Regions from separate parts of the Sus scrofa genome. Here region 2 is linked to region 1. A link is a contact called in public Hi-C data. All regions are on one chromosome and are shown on one strand. The core of a region is the stretch at or near the end of the contact, and the rest is flanking DNA. Distances in the headings are between cores, read along the strand shown.

What was found. A called contact is a pair of places that touch in the nucleus more often than the background predicts.
Region 2: a contact with region 1 is called in a Hi-C map of embryonic fibroblasts, with 1.9 times the contacts expected there. The contact joins the promoter of P4HTM here to the promoter of ATRIP in region 1.

What each region holds. Positions count from the first base shown.
Region 1 is chr13:31,156,168-31,162,345 of Sscrofa11.1, reverse strand. It overlaps ATRIP (ATR-interacting protein), which reads right to left and starts at 2,497. Exons shown (of 13, transcript XM_005669525.3): 1 at 2,151-2,497; 2 at 358-488. The coding sequence starts at 2,397. LOC100521518 (a long non-coding RNA gene) reads right to left here. Exons shown (of 4, transcript XR_306773.3): 4 at 6,007-6,178.
Region 2 is chr13:31,624,854-31,631,031 of Sscrofa11.1, reverse strand. It overlaps P4HTM (transmembrane prolyl 4-hydroxylase), which reads right to left and starts at 3,802. Exons shown (of 9, transcript XM_003132198.4): 1 at 3,428-3,802; 2 at 3,121-3,202. The coding sequence starts at 3,766.

The DNA.
Region 1 (6,178 bases), core at 1,248-3,747:
GGCTGTTAGGAATTTCAGGATTTAGTTCCACCAAAATTTTCTGGCTTTCTTTCCATAGCTTTCTCCCAATTCATGGGGATCAATCTGGACTCTTTTTTTGCTTTTTGTCACATCCGGGGCATATGGACGCTCCCAGGCCAGGAATCGAATCTGAGCCACAGCTGTGGCCTGTGGTGCCACTGTGGCCACACTGGATGGAACCCATGCCACTGCAAAGACAATACCAGATACTTAACTGCCATGCCATGGTAGGAATGTCTGGGCTCTTAAACTTATATATATATATATATATATATTTTAATAACATATGCATACGTGAATTAATTAACTATAAAAAACACAAGTTAAATCACTTACCTTTTCTTTAAGTTCTTTGTATTGTAACTGAAGTACCTCTAATTCAAAATTATCTTTAACTGGAGCACTTTCTCTCTTTTTCCCTGTAGGATTTTTTGGCATTCCATCTAATCTGGGGACCTTTTGAACATCTGTAAAAAACAGTTCCCATGTACTTTTCAGGACCTAATATTTTTCCATTTTTACCAGACAATGCTGAAAATAATCACTTTGGAAAGCAAATTAGAGAAAGATATAGTAAGCAATATAGGTATTGTCCAACATAAGAACATAATTGAATCCTTATGAAAGAACAGATCCTGCCAACCTCTCCCCATTCCCCATCCAATTTTTTTTTTTCCACTTATGGCCACACTGGTGGCACATGGAAGTTCCCAGTCCAGGGACTGACTGCCTATGGCACAGCTGTGGCAATTCCAAATCCTTAACCCACTGTGCCTGGCCAGGGATGCAACCTAAGCCACTGCAGTCGGATTCTTAACACACTGCGCCACAGCAGGAATTCCTTCCCACCCCTTTTTAAGAGTCTTACCTAAAGTTGAAAGGTGCTCTGGTCTCACTGATCAGAACTCAGAGGTCTATTATCAACAATATTTACTGAGGACCTACAATATGCCAGGCACAATTTAGCCTCAAAAGAAAGGTACAGTGGTGAGCAAAATGGATACAGTCCTTACACTCATGCAGCTTACATGGCAGTAAAAAATACACGAATAAATGTAAAATCACAATTGTTATAAGAGCTGCAGAAAAGAACAAATATAGGAAAGCCCATACTAGGAGATTTGATCCAAGTGAATGATTGGAGTGCTTCTGTAGGGAAGTGATAACTGAACTGAGAGCTGAAGAACAAGCAGGAATTAAGCAGGTGAGTGGGGATGGGGAATGGATGGAAAGAATACTCAATGCATAAGAAACAGCAATGTGCAGTTTCTATATGGTAAGGAGCAGGGAGAATTCAAGGAATGAAGCGAAGTCAGTGAAGTCCCACAAGCCTTCACTTATTTCCCACCTAGAATGTAAGCTCCATGAAGGAAGGGGCTTCTGTCTTTTGTTCACTGTTAAGTGTCTGCAGCTCTTAAAGTTTGGCACCTCATACAATTTATTGGTTGTATAAAAGAATGTCTCTTCTACCTCTTGCTACTTCCAAGCCCATCTTATCCTTATGGGAAAAGGGAAAAGGACCCATGTTAGAAGGGGTGGGAACTAACAGCTCAGGCTCATTCATTCATTCATTTCTCAGAGAGCTCTTAGGTGTTTTTGTCCCAAGTGCTTCGTCACATAGAAATGCGTGAGGGAATTCCAGTTGTGGCTCAGCCGTAACGAACCCAACTAGTATCCATGAGGATGAGAGTTCAATCCCTGGCCTCACTCAGTGGCTTAAGGATCCAGCATTGCTTTGGCCGTGACATTAGTTCTAAAGCCACTCAAACCTGTCCTAAGAATGGGTCCTCATGTGTAGGTAGTAATGGTGGGGGTTCTGATGGCAGTGGTAATCATGTTCCAAGGATCCTAGTGGTCCAAACTATAGGAACTAAAGTAAAATGTCAACCTAGCTTTCTATATTTTAAATAGGCTGTCTGACATTCCTGATATATTTCTCCCCCAAATCAAAGGACCTTTTCGGGCACAACCGCTGCTTAAATCAAGCTGTTCCTGTATTTTTAAAAGGTGAAGGAGTAATGTGGGTGCAAGACACCGTGGCAGCGGTCGCTGAGGGATTCCCCAGTCTTCTAGGGGGTCTGGCAAGGGCTGCATTATCCTCGGGGGAAAAGGCCCCGAGGCGCACTCACTGGACATGTCCCGACCCGTGGTCGGGCACTGGCTCAGGGCCTGTGACGCGAGGGTGTCCAGCTCCTCCAGGTCGTCGGCGGTGAAATCCCCATGGGCGCCGAAAGGGTCTTCGGGGTCAGGAGCGGCGGCCGCTGGGAAGCCCCGGGCCCGCTTGCTCGGAGGGTGCCCGGGGCTGGGCGGCGGGCCAGGATTGGGTGCCGGGGGTCCGCTTCGCCTCCTGCTGCCTGGCGTGGGTATTCCAGCCATGCCTGCCGCCGGCCAGTCTCCGAAGGAACGGAGTCCGGCCTCTATCCAGGAGCGGGGACCAACCGCTCGCGCGCCGCCACTTGCCTCAGCCGCTGTGCCACGCCCCGGAGCCAAGGGGCCAATCAGCTGCCAGTTCTTAGGCGCGGAGGGATGACATAATCTGAGCGCGCTACTGCGCTCAACTGAGTGTCTGCCTATTTGTTCTCCGCCTCTGGGCCCCACCCTGTTTGCTGCTCAGGTACTGGCGGTTAGGACTCAGTGGGCCTGGCGGGTGCTTTGTGCAATGTGAGCCAAGTTAACCTGGGGTGACTCACCAGCCCCACCGCCGGGGTGGCTCTGTGCCAGCTTCTTGACATCCCATAGGGTTTGCTGTGCTGGAGGAGTTCGCCCTCCTGATATTCACAAATTCATGCCCGGACATTCACACGCGTGAATCGAGGCAGGCAGCATTCACATTCAGGGTCCTTGTGACCTGACTGTCCTCCAGCCTGAACCACTTCACATATACCTCGAGGCTTTCTTGGGGAGGAGTCTTGGAGAGGGGGGCTGGGCTAGGAGTATGAACAGCGCTGTTGTGAGCACACATCTTTTTGAGAACAGTAAATGTTTTGAATGTGTGCATTTGAGGTAGGTCAATAGAAAAAAAGGAGTAAAGGAATGATCCTGAGAAGAGTGTGTCTGTGTTGGAGGGGGTGGGAACTAACAGCTCAGGCTGTTAATATTCATTCATTCATTTCTCAGAGAGCTCTTAGGTGTTTTTGTCCCAAGTGCTTGGTCATATAGAAATGCATGAGGGAATTCCCATTGTGGCTCAGCGGTAATGAACCCGACTAGTATCCATGAGGATGAGGGTTCAATCCCTGGCCTCACTCAGTGGCTTAAGGATCCAGCATTGCTTTGGCTGTGGCATAAGCTGGCAGCTACAGCTCGGATTCACCCCTACCCTAGGAATTTCCATATGCCGGGGGTGCAGCCCTAAGAAGACAAAAAAGAAATGCATGAGACTCAGTTCAAGGCAGGCCCCCTTAAGTGTTACCTGGGCTGTCCTACAGGTTCAGTGGGAGTTTTATCAAGAGTTAGCAAGGAGGATGGCACACAAGACTACTCAAACAAGGACTTCCTGTCATGGCTCAGCAGAAATGAACCTGACTAGTATCTATGAGGACGCAGGTTTGACCTCTGGCCCCACTCAGTGGGTTAAGGATCTGGTGTTGCTGTGGACTGTGGTGTAGGTCGCAGACACGGCTTAGATCATGAGTTGCTGTGGCTGTGGTGTAGGCCAGTGGCTACAGATTCAATTTGATGCCTAGCCTGGGAACCTCCATATGCCACGAGTGCTACCCTTAAAAAAAAAAAAAAAAAAAAGACTACTCCTCAGACAAGAATATGACACTAAAATGGAGGTCACACAAGTGCTAGGCAGAAGTTATCTCTGGCTAAGAGGGAAGGTGTTAGAGGGGACTTCTGGGCTTGAGTGGCTAACAGGATTTTGTTAGGCAGCAGTGATGTGCAGGATGGTTAACAGGAACGGTGTTGGAGAGGAACTGGGGCAAAACTTTTCATTCTTGCATGCCCAGAGCCAAACTTAGCCTGTGAGTATCCTATGAGTGTCTGTGAAGGCAGTAAATGAAAAGGAGATGGTTGTCAGGGCCTAGAGGGTTCCCTCAGATAGCTGCTCAAATGTTGAACACCTGTCTTAATTGTTCCAAGTCTCTGGTCCTGTAAAGAGGTAGGATTATACTTCATTTGTCAGTACAGATTAGGTTCCACCAAATAAAAGAGCATAAGTTTAATCTCAGAGGCAGAGTGCTCTCTGAAGGATTGTTCAGCAGCACAGAGATGGGTGCCAGCTGGCAAGGCCCCACAGGGAATGCTTGAAGTCCAAAGAAGATGTTGCTGCTGGCTGTGCAACTTTTGACTATGACCAAAGCCAGCTGTTTTTCCTTTTCTATTAATATCAAATATGTTAGAGTTATAAAACAGGCTTCAGTCTATCAGTCTTTTCCAGGTTTTTTTTTTTTTTTTTTTTTTTTTTCATTTCTGGCTGGCCCACAGCATATGGAGGTCCTGGCCCAGGGATCAGACCCAAGCTGCAGTTGTGACCTAAGCCGCAGCTGTAGCAATACCAGATCCCTAACCCACAGTGCCAGGCTGGGGATTGAACCTGCATCCCAGCACTCCCAAGGCACCACCAATCCCATTGCGCCACAGTGAGAACTACACTTTTCCAGTTATGACCTAGCAAAATCTCAGACTAGTTCTAGAGCCCCTTTTGAAAACATGTTTTTGGAGAAAATGTAGTAGTATTAGTATTATTCCCATAGTCGTACCAAGGGCCTACACACAAAATCTAGACTTATGTCTCTTAATTTAGGTATTTCAATACATATGCATTTAGCAACATTATGGTCTCTGTCCTTTAGGAATTTACTCCTCCTGGAGTCAAGGGTGGTAGTTAACATATGCCAGGAGAAAAAAAAGGAAAGGAGTAAGAGACACTGGGACTGCCACTAAGGTTAGAAAAGAGCTTACTACTGTGACTTTTCAGTGCTCCAAGAGGAGTTATTAGTTGGTGCAACAGTGAGGCAGGAGCTTGTTTGGAATGTAGGCCACTGTGGCTCAAAGTGGATTGGGGAATGAATGGTAGATAACCAGAGGGTAGGGAGTGGCATCCAGATCCCTTAGGGCCTCACTGATTACTGTACCCAGACTGTTTTTTTGTTGTTGTTGTTCTAAGCCAAGGAAGAATTCTGAGCCAACAAAGAAAAACCTTAACTTTGAGGTTTAGCAAGATCACTCTGGGTCCTGAGTAAGGATTAGGTTGTAGGGGAGCAAGGGTAGGGGCAGAAGACAAATTTAGCTATGAAAGTAATAATTCAGGTGAGGGCTTTTAGGGTCATAATGAAGGTCTGGGTGATATAGTATTAAAGTACAAAGGATCCAGATTTAATTTTGCTGATGGGTTTGAATGTTGGGTATGATGGGAACCCTGCAAGGACCTTTCTGAGGCCCTAGTGGAAATGCAGACCTAGGGGCTTCAGAGTAAGCTTAGTTCTTAGAGACTTTCAGGTAGCTCTTTCTCCAGTTTTTTCCCCTATGTAATACATTCATTGTATGTATTTGTCCTGCTCCCCTCCAACAATAGAGAGGTTCCTTGATAAGAGGAATTGTTCACTGGTACATGCCAGGCCTGCAGACAGCAGACTCCTTACATGAAGAGATGAACAATCCCATTTAAAGCAAATAGCAGTTCCCATCATGGCTCAGTGGAAGCGAATCTGACTAGTACTTATAAGGACACAGGTTCAATCCCTGGCCTTGCTCAGTGGGTTAAGGATCTGGTGTTGCCATGAGCTGTGGTAGAGGTCACAGATTTGGCTGGGATCCCATGTTGCTGTGGCTGTGGTATAGGCCAGCAGCTATACCTGTGATTCCACCCCTAGCCTGGGAACTTCCACGGGCCTGGGGTGCAGCCCTAAAAAGACAAAAAAAAAGCAATATGAACATCATAAAATAAAGATTTTTTTCCCCCCAAAGCATAAATTTCCCCACTAATCTCACGTAGTATATTCTGTCAGGTATACAATGACACACAAAAAAAACCCAATGGCCATTTCAAATGAGTTGGTTTAATTCCAGGTGGTACAGAATTTGGGATAGCACAATGCCTTAAAGAATGCACTTTGGCAGGATTCTGGGCTAGGTTTATATCTCATAGCCAAGGTAGAAATGACTGAAAAGAACCAAAGATGAAATGAGTCACTGCTTTTTTTTCTTTCTT
Region 2 (6,178 bases), core at 2,553-5,052, 470 kb before region 1:
TTCACCACTGCGCCATGACGGGAACTCCTGCAACCGACTTCTGATGGTCCAAACCCTTGGTAAATGCCTACCACAATCAAGCAGGTATCTGCGAGAAACTCATAGAGTGGGGCCTCTTGTGGCCCAGGTCCCATTGCAAAAGGTCTCTAGGAGCAAAGGTGGGAAAAAGGAAATGTTCCCCAAAGGGAAAGGCTGGAGGTTACCTGGGTATTTCACTGTGAAGTGGTGAGGTTCCCTTCCACAGAGATGGAGGCGCTCTGGTGTAAAACCCAGTCCCACTGCCCCAGCTTATTAAACCCTGAACACCTATCCCTTGAGCCCTGGCATTCTGTAGGGAGTAGGCAGCAGTCACAATATGGCAGAGGTGGCAGAACCTACAGTAGGCGCATTCTCCTCTGGCCCTGCCTGCCACTTTAGGGCGGCACTAGGTGGATGGACAGGCAGGCAGAGAAGACAGACAAACAATGCTCCTTCTTGGGGTAAGGCTTCCTCCTTTGGATCATCCGACACTATGTTTAGAAACTGCTCCTTCTTGGATCCCTCCCCTCTGCGGTTGGCCTGTCTCACAACTGGACTTTTTTCTGAGGGGTGGGTGTTAAGGGCCACACCTGTGACAATATGGAGGTTCCCAGGCTAGGAGTCTAATCAGAGCTACAGCTGCCAGCCAATGCTACAGCCACAGCAATGCAGGACCCAAGCCACATCTGTGACCCACACCACATCTGACGGCAATGCCAGATCCTCAACCCACTGAGCAAGGCCAGGGATCAAACCCGTGTTCTCACAGATACTAGTCGGGTTTGCTACTGCTGAGCCACGAGACGAACTCCACAACTGGACTACTTATAATCACTGATCTCTTCATTTGCCTCACCCCATTTCAACAAGCAGCAAGCCCCAAGACTTTCTGGGTAAAACGTGGCACATTTTTCACCAACAGACTCAAAGGTAATGTAAGAGTTTTTGAGGAAATGAGGGCCACAAGGAGCCTCTTGCTGCAACTGTCCAATTCTAATCGGGCCCTTTGTAACTTGTCTGCAGAAACAGAGCCACATTTGAGGGCTTAACCAGAATCAGTTTACCTTTTGTCTCTTCTGCTTCCTGTAATGTACTCTTGGTGACTTAGCATCTGGGTTTCTCATTCTCTGCTTTGTAGGACTTTGATGCAACAAGCTGCTTGTTAGGGGGTTAGGGTTAGGAGTTACAGTCTCATAGTTCACTTAACATATGACTGAATTAAGTATACAGGTCCCAAAAAGGCTGATGAGAGAAAGCACACCCACTTCAGTGTACCTGTTCACAGCAATGTGGTAATGGGGAGAATTGCTCCCTTTGCCTGGATCACCTGTTCCTTGACAGCCACCTGGGTTGATCCTACAGCTCCTGTGGGTCTTTGCTCAAATATCTTTCTCAGGAAGGCCTACCCTGGCCACCCTGTTCACATTATCAACCCCAGGTGAAATTCTGCCTTACTTGTCCGTGATCACTTAGCATCATATGACACACCTCATGTATTCACTTATTTATTATCTCTCTCCTCATTTGAATGTCAGCTTCAGGTGTTTTGGTTTTGTTTTCCTATTTCGTCCAATGTTGTGTTCCCAGCACCTAAACTAGTGCTTCACAGGCTTCAATATTATGCAACAATGATAATAATAACAACAATAAGGAGCTCCCGATGTGGCACAGCAGAAACAAATCCAACTAGGAACCATGAGGTTGTGGGTTCGATTCCTGGCCTTACTCAGCAGGTTAAGAATCTGGTGTTGCCGTGAGCTGTGGTGTAGGTAAAGATGCGGCTTGGATCTGGCGTTGCTGTGGTTGTGGTGCAGGCCAGCAGTTGTAGCTCCGATTAGACCCCTAGCCTGGGAACCTCCATATGCCGTGGGTGCGGCCCTAAAAAGCAAAAATTTTCTTTTAATTAAAAAAATAATAATAACAATAATAAATATTTTAGAGCCCTTCCAACAACTGGACTGACACCATAACCTATTTCCCCTCAAATAGCATACATGTGAAATCATTCTCACAGGTCTAGGCATTATTCCTAACCAGGGCCCTCCATCCTAGGGGTAACAGCATGTGCTGAGATGCTCTGCTCTGGTTTCCAGTCCCCTCCTGAAAGCCCCTTAACCACTCCATCCCCCAGCAGCCAGGAACACTTCAGGACGGCAGATGTGTCACTGAGGCTGGGTACCCAGGACTGGACTGGGTAACCTGCCCCAAGCAAGGTCATGGGTCTGGGGACCTCCATTTTGTTGACACTGGTGCTCTTTGAAGGCCTTAAGAGGCTTCACAGCTAGCACACTGGCTTTCAAGTGCAGGCTCTGGAGAAAGGCTGCCTCGTTCAAATCCTAGCTTTGCCCTGAACTAGCTGTGTGAGGCTGGCCAAGCAACCTCAGCTCTCTGTGCCTCACTTTCTCACCAACTAGCCTGACAGCGGGATCTACACTCACCTCGTAGAGGAGTTGTGAGATTTAAATGAAGTGATCACATGCAGGCTAGCATATAACAAGAGCTCAGAAAATGTGAGCTATGAATCTGGTTCCAAATGAGGTCACCCTGGAAGGTGACCTACTGTAATGGCTGAACATGAAAATCCATCCTAAGAGGAATCCTGGAGTGATGGCAGCAAAGGCTGGTGCCCTTGTGGGGCGGGTTTGCAGGCACCAGCTTATCCACACTTGAATAGCCTATTTCTTATCAGACCACAGGGCCCACTTTGGGAGGACTTCCCTTCAGAGGCCAGGCAATCAGCTAGGACCTGGTTAGCAGTCTCTCTGCCCCTCCCCCTAATCTAAAATGTGACAGAATTAACCATGGCAGCGAGTATCCAAAGGCAGTTTCAATGAAATGTTTAGACACTAGTTCTCCCTCACAATGCCCAGCCCTGTGATGGAAGGATCAGAGAGTTGGAGTCACAGAGGGGAGTGTGGAAAGGTCACCCTGTCACTCTATTGTGGAGGTAACAGGGGCAGGAAGTGGGCAACCTGAGTGGAAAAAAAAGGGCTACTTTGAAGCAGCCATTTTCAAAACATAAGTCACGTGCTCAAATGAGCCTCAAGGCAGCTACCGAATCGAAGGCTCTGGACCTTCCCAGGGGCGCCCAAGGGGACTTACCGAAGAGCAGCGGCTTGAGGCTGAGGGTTCGGATGAAGTGATCCCTGTCGGCAACCAGCTGGACCTTGCGCTCATGACCCACCTAAGGGAAAGCGGCACAGCGGAAAGCTGGGGAGCCAGGCCGCAAGGGCCGAAGGAGGGAAAAGGCGCCCCGGCCTGGAGCCCGGGGGTGGGCCAGCGAGTAAAGGGGTGCGCGCAGCACGACCCGAGTGGCGCAGGTGCAGTATAGAGCCCCGGGCACAGCGCCAGCCGTCACGGGCTAGGCGGTGCAGGGCCTGTAGCGCGCGGCGGCGGCAAGAAGCCTCACCTTGATGCCCTCGAGCCGGGTGAGGGGAGCCAAGGTTGGCGCAGGTCCGGGGCTCTGGGTGCGGCGCTGGGGCCCAGGGTCGCTGCTCTCGTCACCGTTGCTGTAGTGTACGAAGAGCAGCAGCGCTAGCACGTTGCCCAGGTACAGATGCACGAACACCATCAGCACCAGAAAGTAGGCGCGCGAGCAGATGCCGCGGGGCTTACCCAGCGGCCGGACCGGTGCATCCTCGCAGTCGCCCAGCCCGGCCGCTGCTCCGACCGGCTCGCGCGGGGGTGGCGTCCACTGCGGACTCGAGTCCTCCCGCCGCGGGCCTGCGGCCGCCGCAGCTGCAGCCATAGCGCCCAAGTGGCGCACGCGCCAATGGGAGGGGCCGATCTCGCCGCGCCGTCGCCCGGACAACCGCCGGCGAGCCTGCGCGCGCCGAGGTTACTAGGAAGACTGTGACCCGGGATGCCGCGCCCGTGCGGAACTCACTATCTCTGCGCCTTGGACCCGGGCCCACACTGGAGTTTTTCTTCCCGAGCTGGATTATCATCAGGCGGAGATACACATTCCCTAAGGCAAAAGCCGACCCATCAAGTGTAGAAGCAGAAAAGACCACCAGTTACAGGAAATGCCCCTGGTAGTTTCTCTGTTCCCCAGTTAGGACGCGCTTCCCTCTTCCCTGAAAAGTGTGGTCTGCATTTTCTCGCTCCTGGGAGGGAGTGAGGTGGCAGCAAGGAGGCAATGCCAAACGATGACTCAATACTGCGGCTGGTTGGGGGCGCCATGGAGGCCGATGCCTGCGTATGTGATGTTGTGGGCCTGACATGGCATTGAGCACTGACACTCGCTGGTGTAAGAGGACAAAAACGCCCTGGAGGTCTCCTCTGTGGTTGGTTTGAACTTCCCAGGGAGGCCTGCAGGAGTCAGGGCTTAGGAAGAAACTCCCTGATGAACGAGGCCGCAAAGATGGGGGACCCAGCCTGTGGTGGTCAGAGGGGGTTTCCGGCAGAAATGCATGTGCTCAGGTGCACAGGAACACTCCTTGCCTCAAAGCTGGTACATATTAAGAGGGAGAAACAAGACTTTTCCATAACTGAGACACCAATGCCTCAGAGTTAAATTCAACTCAGATTATGGCCAAGTAAGATGGGAGGACATACCACTGGTCAAGTGCCAAAGCCTTGGCATGCTCTGTGCTCCCAGTAACCTCCAGGTAGACATGCAGAGACAAGAGCAACATCATTGCTGGTGGTTTCTCCTTATCCTGTTAACACTCCTGCACCCTCCAACTTCCTCCCAGAAAAGTAGAATGTGCATTTTCTGGTCTGCTCAGGGCAGGCCCACCTCTCATTCTCTTAGAGATTCCACACCCAATGAAAGGTTTCATCTATACCCAAGAACATGGGTTCATCTATTCATCCAGTCATCCTTAGGGACTATCTTATCAATCTCCTTAAGATATTACAGAAAAACACTGTCCATGGGAGTTCCCGTCGTGGCGCAGTGGTTAACGAATCCGACTAGGAACCATGAGGTTGCAGGTTCGATCCCTGCCCTTGCTCAGTGGATTAACGATCCAGCGTTGCCGTGAGCTGTGGTGTAGGTTGCAGACGCGGCTCGGATCCCGCGTTGCTGTGGCTCTGGCGTAGGCCGGTGGCTAGAGCTCCGATTCAACCCCTAGCCTGGGAATCTCCATATGCCGCGGGAGCGGCCCAAGAAATAGCAACAACAACAACAACAAAAAGACAAAAGACAAAAGACAAAAAAAAAAAAAAAATGCATTTAAGAAAAACACTGTCCAACAGAAGTTCTGGATGTTTTTTCAAGGAGGGAGGGCAGGTGGCAACAGGAGCCACTGGGGTTCAGCCAAAGCTGGGACGCTGACCAAATAACACCAGTGGTCCAGCATTCTGCTTCAGATGGAGTGGGAACTGAGTTGTGCAGGGCATTGGCAAGCCTGGATGCTCCCTACATGAAGGCAAAGACAGAGGCATTGAGGACCTGGCGCCCTCTTCCTGAAATGAATTCCAGATGTCATACTTTTCTGGTATCCATAAATGAATGTTGAGACCATTTCCTTTGTAGCCTTTTAGGTAACCACAATAATGTCCATGTTCCTTATTTTCCTGAACTGCATTCTCCTACTTTCCTATTACCTGTATCCAATTGAGTTATGCTTACTGCTATGTACAGCTCCTTCTGTGCTAACCACAAAGACAAGCAAGTTGGGTGGGAAGTGGGGGGTGCCTCATCCTCTTTTTCTGCTCTGCCTGCTGTAGGGTGTGAGAATGTCACAACCAAATCATAAAGTATAATTTCTTGGCATTTTAAGACCTATGGCCTTTTTGATGCCTAAACCTTTTTTTTTTTTTTTTTTTGGTCTTTTCGCCATTTCCTGGGCTGCTCTTGCAGCATGTGGAGGTTCCCAGGCTAGGGGTCCAATCGGAGCCACAGCCGCCGGCCTACGCCACAGCCACAGCAATGCGGGATCCGAGCCACGTCTGCAATCTGCACCACAGCTCACGGCAACGCCAGGTCTTTAACCCACTGAGCAAGGCCAGGGACCAAACCCGCAACCTCATCGTTCCTAGTCGGATTCATTAACCACTGAGCCACAACGGGAACTCTGATGCCTAAACCTCTCACCTCATGGGAATGGCAACCCCTCCTCAATCATGATACACAGCCAAGTCTGGGCCTTGTACCAATCTGTTTTCTAATCTCAATAACAAAAATTGGACTTTTTGTGCTTTCAGGGCCAAA